2 separate regions of the Mus musculus genome follow, and region 1 is linked to region 2. A link is a contact called in public Hi-C data. All regions are on one chromosome and are shown on one strand. Each heading gives the region's core, a stretch centred on a gene start, on an enhancer-like site or on the middle of the called end of the contact. The rest is flanking DNA. Distances are from core to core; before and after follow the strand shown. Region 1 overlaps Gm13373 (a long non-coding RNA gene). Region 2 has its middle 67 kb from the start of Olfm1.

What was found. Hi-C and Micro-C count contacts between places; a contact is called where the count stands out from the background.
Region 1: a contact with region 2 is called in a Hi-C map of cerebral cortex, with 7 times the contacts expected there. The contact joins two enhancer-like sites. A contact is called at or near these places in 11 of 484 Hi-C or Micro-C datasets (the N1E-115 cell line, bone marrow-derived macrophages, brain and 7 more) and 2 of 115 datasets of contacts at active chromatin or transcription factors (bone marrow-derived macrophages and craniofacial prominence).

Annotation. Positions count from the first base shown.
Region 1 is chr2:28,375,121-28,379,871 of GRCm38.p6, forward strand. The region is part of intron 2 of Gm13373 (a long non-coding RNA gene); the gene reads right to left. Among named protein-coding and RNA genes, the nearest start is that of Gm13373, 27 kb to the right of the region's middle. Within about 2 kb of position 3,196, at least 18 of the 459 cell types and tissues checked have an H3K27ac peak or open chromatin away from gene starts, as enhancers often do. A contact at or near this core is called in the N1E-115 cell line and cerebral cortex, where this site is marked.
Region 2 is chr2:28,270,883-28,275,049 of GRCm38.p6, forward strand. No RefSeq gene overlaps it. Among named protein-coding and RNA genes, the nearest start is that of Olfm1, 67 kb to the left of the region's middle. Within about 2 kb of position 1,474, at least 19 of the 459 cell types and tissues checked have an H3K27ac peak or open chromatin away from gene starts, as enhancers often do. A contact at or near this core is called in the N1E-115 cell line and cerebral cortex, where this site is marked.

The DNA of each region.
Region 1 (4,751 bases), core at 1,946-4,445, 110 kb after region 2:
CCCAAGGCTGGAAGTCTGGTCTATTGGGCCACAGAGTTTTTCTGACTCGGGTAGACTGAGACCTTTCTTTTATGTGTAACAATCTTCCCCAACCCTTTGTCTGTCTAAGGCTCCAACCTTGAGTAAAAGACACATTGTAGCCTAACAGGCTACACATTGTAGCCTTCCCATTTGCTCAGTGAAGACCGCAGCCTGTGGACAAGGTGGGAGAATGCTAGACCACTCATTCACTGGCCAGGACAAGAACCTTCACTGAGGGCCAGCCTGACTCAGCATCTTCTGGTGCAGAACACTGCTCTTTTCACAGCAATGCTAGCCTTTCCGGGTCTTGCAGCCCAACAGTCAAAGAGGAACTTGGAGACATGGGCACAGACAAAGACAACTGCAACCTTGTCAGAGCCTCGGTGTGCCAGCAGGAAGATGTGAGCACTGGGTGTTCTCTGCTGTCAGATGCCAGAAGCTACAGGTCACACTGGCAAGGCAGCAGTACCATCCAGTGAGAGATGATGTTTGCTAAGAGCCCACCTGGCCCCCCAGACTCTTACATGTGACACCCCAGCATGGCCAGGGAAAGTGGCACCATTTGGACAGAGAAAATCAAAAGCTGTTCCTTTTTGTTTTGAATCTCATCTCCACTCAGAGCTCATGTGTACATGTAGAGGGTGTTCCATGTGCATGACAGTGGCATGTGTATGGTGGGTGTGAATGTAGGATGGATATGCATGTATGTACGTACATGAGCATGTGTGTGGGAGATATGCATACATGCATGGCAACAGGTATGTGGTGTGGTAAATGTGCATATTTGTGGTGTGTGTATATATATATATATATATATATATATATATATATATATATATGGACATAATAGGTGTGCCTTCCTGCATGGCAGGTATACCTGAAGTAGAAACTTAAAGGTTTTTTGGAAAGTCGATTGGATGGTATTTTGCTGGGGCAAACACGTTGAAGGAGTGTTTTCCTGAAACAGATACAAGTGAAAGATTAAGGCAGACTTGTGAAGGAACGTTTAGCTGAAGCAGGCACAGGAGAAAGGATGTTCTGCTAAGGCAAACATGTGAAAGGGCACGTGATGAAGGATTCTGTGCTAACAACACACATGTATTGGTCTGCCTTACATTGTGTAGTTGAGCTGAATTTGTCAGGACTCCTCAGACTTGGGCTGACTCGATGCACAGTGCTGAGGCAAGGCACGTGGAGGACACGTGATGTTTGGAGGGTAGAAATAGGACTCCACAGTGACGGAGACAGAGCTTGGCTTGTTGTACAGCTAGCTGTGCAATGCTTGTAGGTCTCGAGTCTTTGCTGATCTTCTCTTCCCTTAGAGAGACACAGCTGAGAACTCCTGGTGTTCCTGTTGGCCCCTCCTACTGACTCAAGCAGAGGCTGAGGCCTGGCTGTCTCTAGGTCCTGTCACCGCTGTTGCTAACCCAACTCTACAGAACTGGACTGCTGTGTATCTGTGAAGTATTTGTGAGTGGATCAAACTGCTGCTACCTACTGACCTGTGAACTGAACTGCCGATTTCCAGACAACACAGACAGGAGTTGCTCCAAAGAACCTTTCTAAACAGGTCCATGTCCCCTCCCCCATATCCTTTCTTTTCCATTACCTCTAGTGGGTGGTGGGCTACAAGGGAGGTTAAAACATTTAAGAACAAGCATTAAAAATAGGTTTTAAAAAATTAAAGTTACATATACCTGTGTGCTTAATGAGTCTGAGTCTATGCATTGTGGATGTGCGTGTGTATAAGGGTACCTAATGGGTGTGCATGTATATAGGGGTACCTGATGGGTATGCTTGTGAGTGTGCATGTCTGTGGATATGCATGTATGAGATAAGTGAGCTTGTGTGCCTGATATACCTGTGTTTACATATGTGAGTATAGTTGGTGGCTGTGTCTGCATGCCTCGTATTTATCCTATATGCTTGGTGGGTATGCATGTGTGTGAGGTGAGTGTGAACACATGTTTGCATGTGAATACATGATATTTGCATGTATTGTTGGTGTGTTTGGTAGATGTGCTTGTATGAGTGGTAGGTGTACATGTGTGTAAGGTTCTTTGTCCTGCACAGATGAACACATATGTACAGTAGGTATACATTGTGCCTAAGTACAGATATGTATGTGTGTGTATACATGTTGATACCAGAGAGCTCCAGATAGGGGCCTGTTTGCACCCATGAGAACCAAAATGTCCTTTACCCGTTACTCTACCCCAAGTCCTATCGTGCTCTGGAGCAGACAGAAACCCCAGATCACTATCAAATCTGCAAATCCTGCTGACTTAGACACTGCAAAGCTAAGCCCTGTGGGAGCTTGCCCTGGGCTGGACATCATGGCATCTATGGGGTCAGTGGCCACACAGATATTCAGGCCTGTGAGGGAGGCAGATATTGTCTCCTCCAGAGACTGGCACCCAGCATGTCCTCCTCTCTCAACCAATATCCCCTGCTCAACAGAACTCGTCCCACTAGATTTTAAACACTGTCATATTTCTACCCTAAAGGTAATGATCTGCACTTCACACCCACCCCTCCAAACAATACCACCTTGGGAGAATAGCACACACCCCTCCCCACCCCCCAGAAATGCCCCCATTCACAGCTTGTGCTTTTAGGAGCTTGTGTTCCTTGTTGAGTGGTCTCAGAAGATAGCCCTGGCTGTATCTAGAGTGGGGCCAACTCCCTATAAATAGTCACTTGAGTTTTGGGGCCACAGCCTTGGGCTTGGGGATTCCCTGCAGTCAGTGTGCCTCCGTGGACTTAGTGGCCTATGATGACCCTACAAACTTATGTGTTCCTTATGTGCATTTAAGCTGACTTTCTAGAACACTCTCTGTACTAGTTGTGTAAATAGAACAATAAAACAGTAGAATAACAGAGAGAGAGAGAGAAAGAGAGAGAGAGAGAGAGGTGGGGGAGGAAAGAGAAAGTCTGGAAGCATCAGTGGCACCCACTGTCTCCATTTCTCACCTCCCACAAGCTCCCCAGCCCACTCCAATCTGGTGCCTAGACCCAAAGCATTTCCACCCGCAGCTCCCTGGGACCACCACAGCCTGCTATGCATCTCCCCCCCACCCCCACCCCCGGCCTCTGTAGCTCAAGATAGCTGCTGGCCACTCCCTTCTAGAAGCAGTGCCTGCTGATCCTGCCACCCTCTAGCCCCACCTCCTCATCTGGCCACCTTGCCTGGCTCCAGCCCCCATCAGTATTATCTGTACAGAGTGACATAGGGCTTCTCAGCCCCAGGTCCCAATTCTGGTCCCAGTCATGAACCCACTCTGGCTCCTCCAGGTGCCCAGTCTGAGCTGAGTCTCTCCCTCCACCATAGACACCAGCCTTCTCCTGTGCTCCACTGCACTGACTCCTCTTTCTCCTCCACTCCCACCTCTCTGTGTATTTTGTCACCACACAGACTTGCTGGAAGTCCCCAGCATGTGCCCCACCCTCTTGAGAACAGAACCTGCCACACCCCAACACACACACACACACGCTCGCACACACCTAACCTGGCTTCCTATCTGTTCCACGCTCCCGCTGCCACAGCCCCCGGGGCTTCTTTTCCCTGTGTTTGCAGCTTATCAAACGCAACTCACCCTGCCCCCTCTATGGGGCCCACCCATCTCACCTTGAGACCTCAACACAGTCCCCTCCCTCAAGAGGGCTCCTGACGTGGCCAACAGTCCAATGTCCTTGGAACAGAAGTTTGGGACAGTTGGGGTTACTGTCCAACTATAAGCATACCCTGGCACTGGAGGGACCCTTTCCCTGAATAGATAAGTACATGCCCCGCCCAGGGGCCAGTCTCCCAGCTGAGCAGCCCAGAAAGAGGCTTCACTTGTTCTTGGGTGAGCAAAAGTGGGGAAAGGCCTGGGGTGGGAGATTCAAAGCAGACATCAGGAGCACTGGACATCAGCCCTGTGCTGACCACTCCCAAGAGGCTCTCATTGGTTCTGCTGCCAGCCTAGGCCTCCAGGACATACCTCCTTAGCCTCTGATACCCTTAACTCCTCATATAAGAAGGAGCAGAAAAGAGTGGGTGGCCTTGGTCCCCTGTAGCCCATCTTTCTTCTCTGTGCCGGGAACACTCCCTCCAGGTGACTCCTTGCTGCTTGGGTTTTGACTGTAGCATCACACATGACAAAGGCACTTGGGACCCAACCCTGGGAAACAGCATCCAATGAGCAGGGGAGCTAGCCTCTTGCTATCACCCTGCCTTGCTCTTCATAGCCTCAAGCAGTCTCCTTTATTTATTCCTTTTTCTCTCTCCCTGCTTCTTGTCCTGATATCTCTGCTCTTGTGGTCATGCTCTAATGCGACACTCCATATACCTGTCGACAACTAGAGAAAAAGACTGGATACCTACGGAGACCATAAAAGCCAGTGATAAATCTTCCCTAGGCATTATCAGTTTAAGACAGTGACTGTAAGGTGGACCTCAAATCTCTATGCTTTCTGCTGAAATGGCCATAGGCTGCTAAACTCCAACATGTGACCATCTACACACATCCTGGCCACATCCTACCACATTGGCCCCAGACAATTCCCCCTCCTTCTAAGGTCCCAGTGACAAACCAAAGCTCAAGTCCATCATGGGGAAGGAATGAGTCCATAGGGCTTACTACAAAGCAGACATGGTGGACAGTCTTCACCTAGTGTGGATGATGGCTTCCCCATAGGCCCACAGTCTTCCCCAGCCTATATACTATATCCCTTCCCAGACTGAGGCC
Region 2 (4,167 bases), core at 224-2,723:
TGCTCTTTCTCTCTGAGCACCTGTTCTCCTAGAACCTGGAAAGTAGGTTGATTTCTATTCCAGTTTTTAGAAAAAAAAACTGGTAGGAGGTGGCTGATGGAAGGGTCGTCTGAGCCACTGGATTATGGCTGTGGGCCCTCTGGCTGGTGAAGGTAAGTGTGGTCCCAGACAGCTGTGGGCCTGTGATTTCCATCTGGCCCCTCCATTCACTCCAACCCTTCCTGCTTTCTAAGAGTTTGGTTGGCATTATCCGATCTCTTTTTCAAACATCCTACCAGCCTCACCAGCAGGGACCCAGGGACACTAGCCTTCTTATTCCAGGAAGTGACTTAGAGAAGTCACCCAGGAGGTAGGAAACAGGAGAGTAAATTCTATTGTTTGCAAGAGGAAGCTGAGAAAGGCCTGGCAAGCCCCACATGGAGTCTGTGATGTGAGGGTTCTGTCCCTCACAGTATCTTTGCAAGGACGTCATAGAAGTGGGGACCACATAGGACACCAGTGTGGGTTAGGTGAGAAGCAGATCCTATGTGTAACAGTGGGTGTCACCAAAGCCTTAGGTCACACCCCAGTGGGCAAACAATCAGAAGGCCCTGTCTCCTAAGGAGAAAAGAAAGCTCAAAGCTCCCTGCCTTGACTAAAGTCACAACTGTAACCATTAGAAAAACGGATTCATGTCTCTATATCACAACTCCTCCCACCCAGGCTTAGGGGACATTACAGAAGACAAGATGGAGAGATTGTAAGAGCCAGAAATTGGGGACAAGGCTACCAAACAGTGTCTTCTGGACCTGACATGGCAGCTCCACTCACGGCTTCTTAGCAGATGTGGTGGTCTGCATAGGACCTGCAGGCAACAGCCCAGCACCAACAGGAGTGGGAGGGGAGGGCTTTGTGAGGGTTCACCCCTAGCTAAGAAGCTGATGGTCTCTTACAGGGTGCCCATAGTAGGTTTCCAATGTCCAGTGAATGACTCCTTTTCTGTGTGCATTTGGGCAGTGATACTTAGGCTCAGTGAGAGAGAGAGGGGGGGGGGAAGGGGAAAGGAAGAAAAGAAGAAAGGAAGAAAGGAAGAGGAAGGGAGGGAGGGGAGGGAGAGGGAAGAGGAAGGGGAGGGGATTTTCAGTTCCCAGTGCTCAAGTCAGGTGGTTCACAGCCCTCTGGAACTCAGCTCCACAATATCTGATGCCTCCAGCCTTTGCAGATACTTGCATCTGTACTATGCGGCACCCCCCCCCCCATCTGCACACATAATTAAAAATAATAAAAACAAATCTTTTTTTAAAAGAAGACAAGAAGTTGGGAGCAGGAGGAAAGCATCCCAGGGAGGAATTGGAGAGTGGATTCAGGCCAGAATATGGCCAAAATACATTGTATCCATGTATGAAATCCTCAAAGAATAGCTAAACAGCTAGACTTAAACAACCAAATTGAATCAAAAAAGCCACCCGGGCTCCACCTGCTTCGTATTGGAGGCGGCTGTCCTCACTTGTGACAGTGCGGGTGTGCTGTCTGTGTAGTACCCATCATGTTCTTCTCCTCCCTCACAGAAAGAGGGGTGCAGCGAGTGTGGGGGGGGGGGTCTTCAGCAAACTCTGTTTCCTGAACTTTTCTGGCAACAAGTATGGATTAGTTTTATAATCAGGAAAAACAATTAAGCTATTTTTAAAGCTGGCAATCGACACATCGTTGAAGGGGAGGCTGGAGGCAGCTGCTGTGGCTGAATCATCTAGAACAGTAAATTTAGTGGCTTGGTGCTAAGGGATCAGAATGGTGGGATGGGCCAGAGACTAACCTGGGTTGGACTTAACAACTACCTGCTATTCAAACAGGCTACAGGGACAGGACTTAGAGAAGGGACCTAGAAGGAGGGACACTGTACCACCCCCCAACTGCGTTTTCCTTAACATATGGGGCATCCACTGCCTTCTTTGGCTGCTCTCTGCCAACAGAGAGAAAGCAGCAGCCTCCATTTAAAACATGCACACACGCAACACCTCTGCCAAGTCGATGGGATGGGGTAGAGTGGGCAGAGAGACAACCAAGCCTTTGTCCCACTTTGCAAAAGCAGCGTATGCAATCACAGTCCGTGCAGAGGAAAGTGTCACCCAGATGAGTTCCTGTGCGTTCTCCCAACAACAGGAAGCTCTGTGTGGGCCAGGCACACTGCTCTGCTGTGGCTAGGTAAGGAGTAAATGTGGATGCCACCAATCCCCTGCCGATGAACTGCTGGTCTTTCATGTTGTTTGAGCCAACCTGAATGGTCAGATCTTCCCCCCTGTTTAGTTATATTCTCATCTCTGCTACCTAGAAGGGCACCCATCTCCCCTCTCACCACAATTCAAGGACTCCTCGGCAGTGAGATTAGAAGTGCCTCTGGCCTCACGGGTACTTGATGGATGGACAGGGCACAGAAAATGACGGCCACAGAGTGGCAGGTGGTCTTGGGAAATTAAACAGCTCTCCCCAGTCATCCATCATCAGCGCCTCATTCCTTCCCCTCGGCCTGGGGTCAGCAGGACACTCTCAGAGCAATCCATCACCTGCTGGGTCATAATATCACAGCTTTCTTCTCTCCAGGGATCCACCACAGCCCAGCATCCCGAGGCCACTGTCCACTCACCCACTCAGAAATGCCTCTAAATGCCGGCCTAAATAGTGGGCACTAGGCCTTCCAGGCCATACTGGCAGGGCAAAACCCACCTGGAACCAACCTTCATTTAAATGATGACTCTGAGGCTGGAGAGATGGCTTAGCATTTAAAAGCACTGGCTGCTTTGCAGAAGGTCCAGGTTCAGTTCTTAGCACACACACACACACACACACACACACACACACAGAGGCATCTCACAACTGTCTGTAACTCCAGTTCCAGGGGATCCCCTGCCTCTCCTGGCTTCTAAAGGCACATGTGAGGCACATGTATAGATGCCTGCTAAAACAAAAAAAAACAAAAACAAAAACAAAAACAAAAGCAAAACAAAACAAAATAAAACCTCATATGTATACAATGTAAATAAATAAAGTTTATTATGATATTTATTATCACCCACCCCGAGCTGGAGGAAGAGATGGTCACGAACCCATTCCTTAGATCCGCTAAGTAGTAGGTCCTGAGAGTTTATATGGTTCAGCGTCTTGAGGTGGGGAGAAGGGGCAAAGGATAATGTGACTTGTTCTGGACAATGAGAAACAGGAAGTCCCTGCCAATAGAGGTGTGTGACACTGACTCTCTTCCCTGCTCTCTGTGGTGGGACTGGAGGCCCTTGCCAGATGGCAGAGCTGCATGCCTGGTTGGCCTGGTCGCACTCAAGAGGAGCCTAGTCCCACAACAGTCTGCAAAATGCTAAAGAATGTGAAATGGTGCCAGCGTGCCCACGTTGACACTGCCCAGGGCCCTTCTGCATGCCTGGCTGGGGCATAGGACAAGTGACATGAATATGGGTTTTTCCATTGATCCAGATAGAAATGAGGGATCAGATTCTGTGGATTATGAAAGGTAACCTGGTCCTCGGTTGAGCTAAAGACTTTGAAGCCTGGGAGACCCTGAAGGGATGGCAGGAGCTTTTCCTGTTCCCAGGTACCAGGTCCTGCCATGTAGCCTCAGCCCCCCCAGGGATTTATGGCCATCAGTCTCATAAGGACAACACCCAAGCCCTCCCTCATGTAGATGAGGCATCCCTAACATCTCAGACCAAGGCAATAGGAAAAGAGATGTGACCTGTGGTCAAGTAGGCTCAAGTCAGAGATCTCCATGCTAATGAGGTACCTAGAGGCCTGGAGGGCATAGCCAATAAGCTTCCCTTCCCAGACATTCCTCCCTGCAAAAGGTATTTAATCTCAGACCCACACTGAGAAGTAAGGTATGGTTTTATGCATCCACTTTCCACCATGGCATTAAATGATTTGGAACCACAGACTGCCTCTTTTCATTGGGATCTGCTCTGGGGAGCCATGGAGAAGGCCTTTACCTACAGAGCTGCTGCCTAATGTCCTGTAGAAGGCCTCTCTGCACCCCTAGCCACAACCACTGCCAAGACTGCCACCATCAAGCCAAGGACTCTCCCTGAGGGATGAGCCAGAGCTCCCCTTCCCCCACCCCCTGCCCCAAGCTAGGCCCAGCCCACGTACCCCCCAACTCCATTCTCTCTTCCACAATTCCCAGTGGTG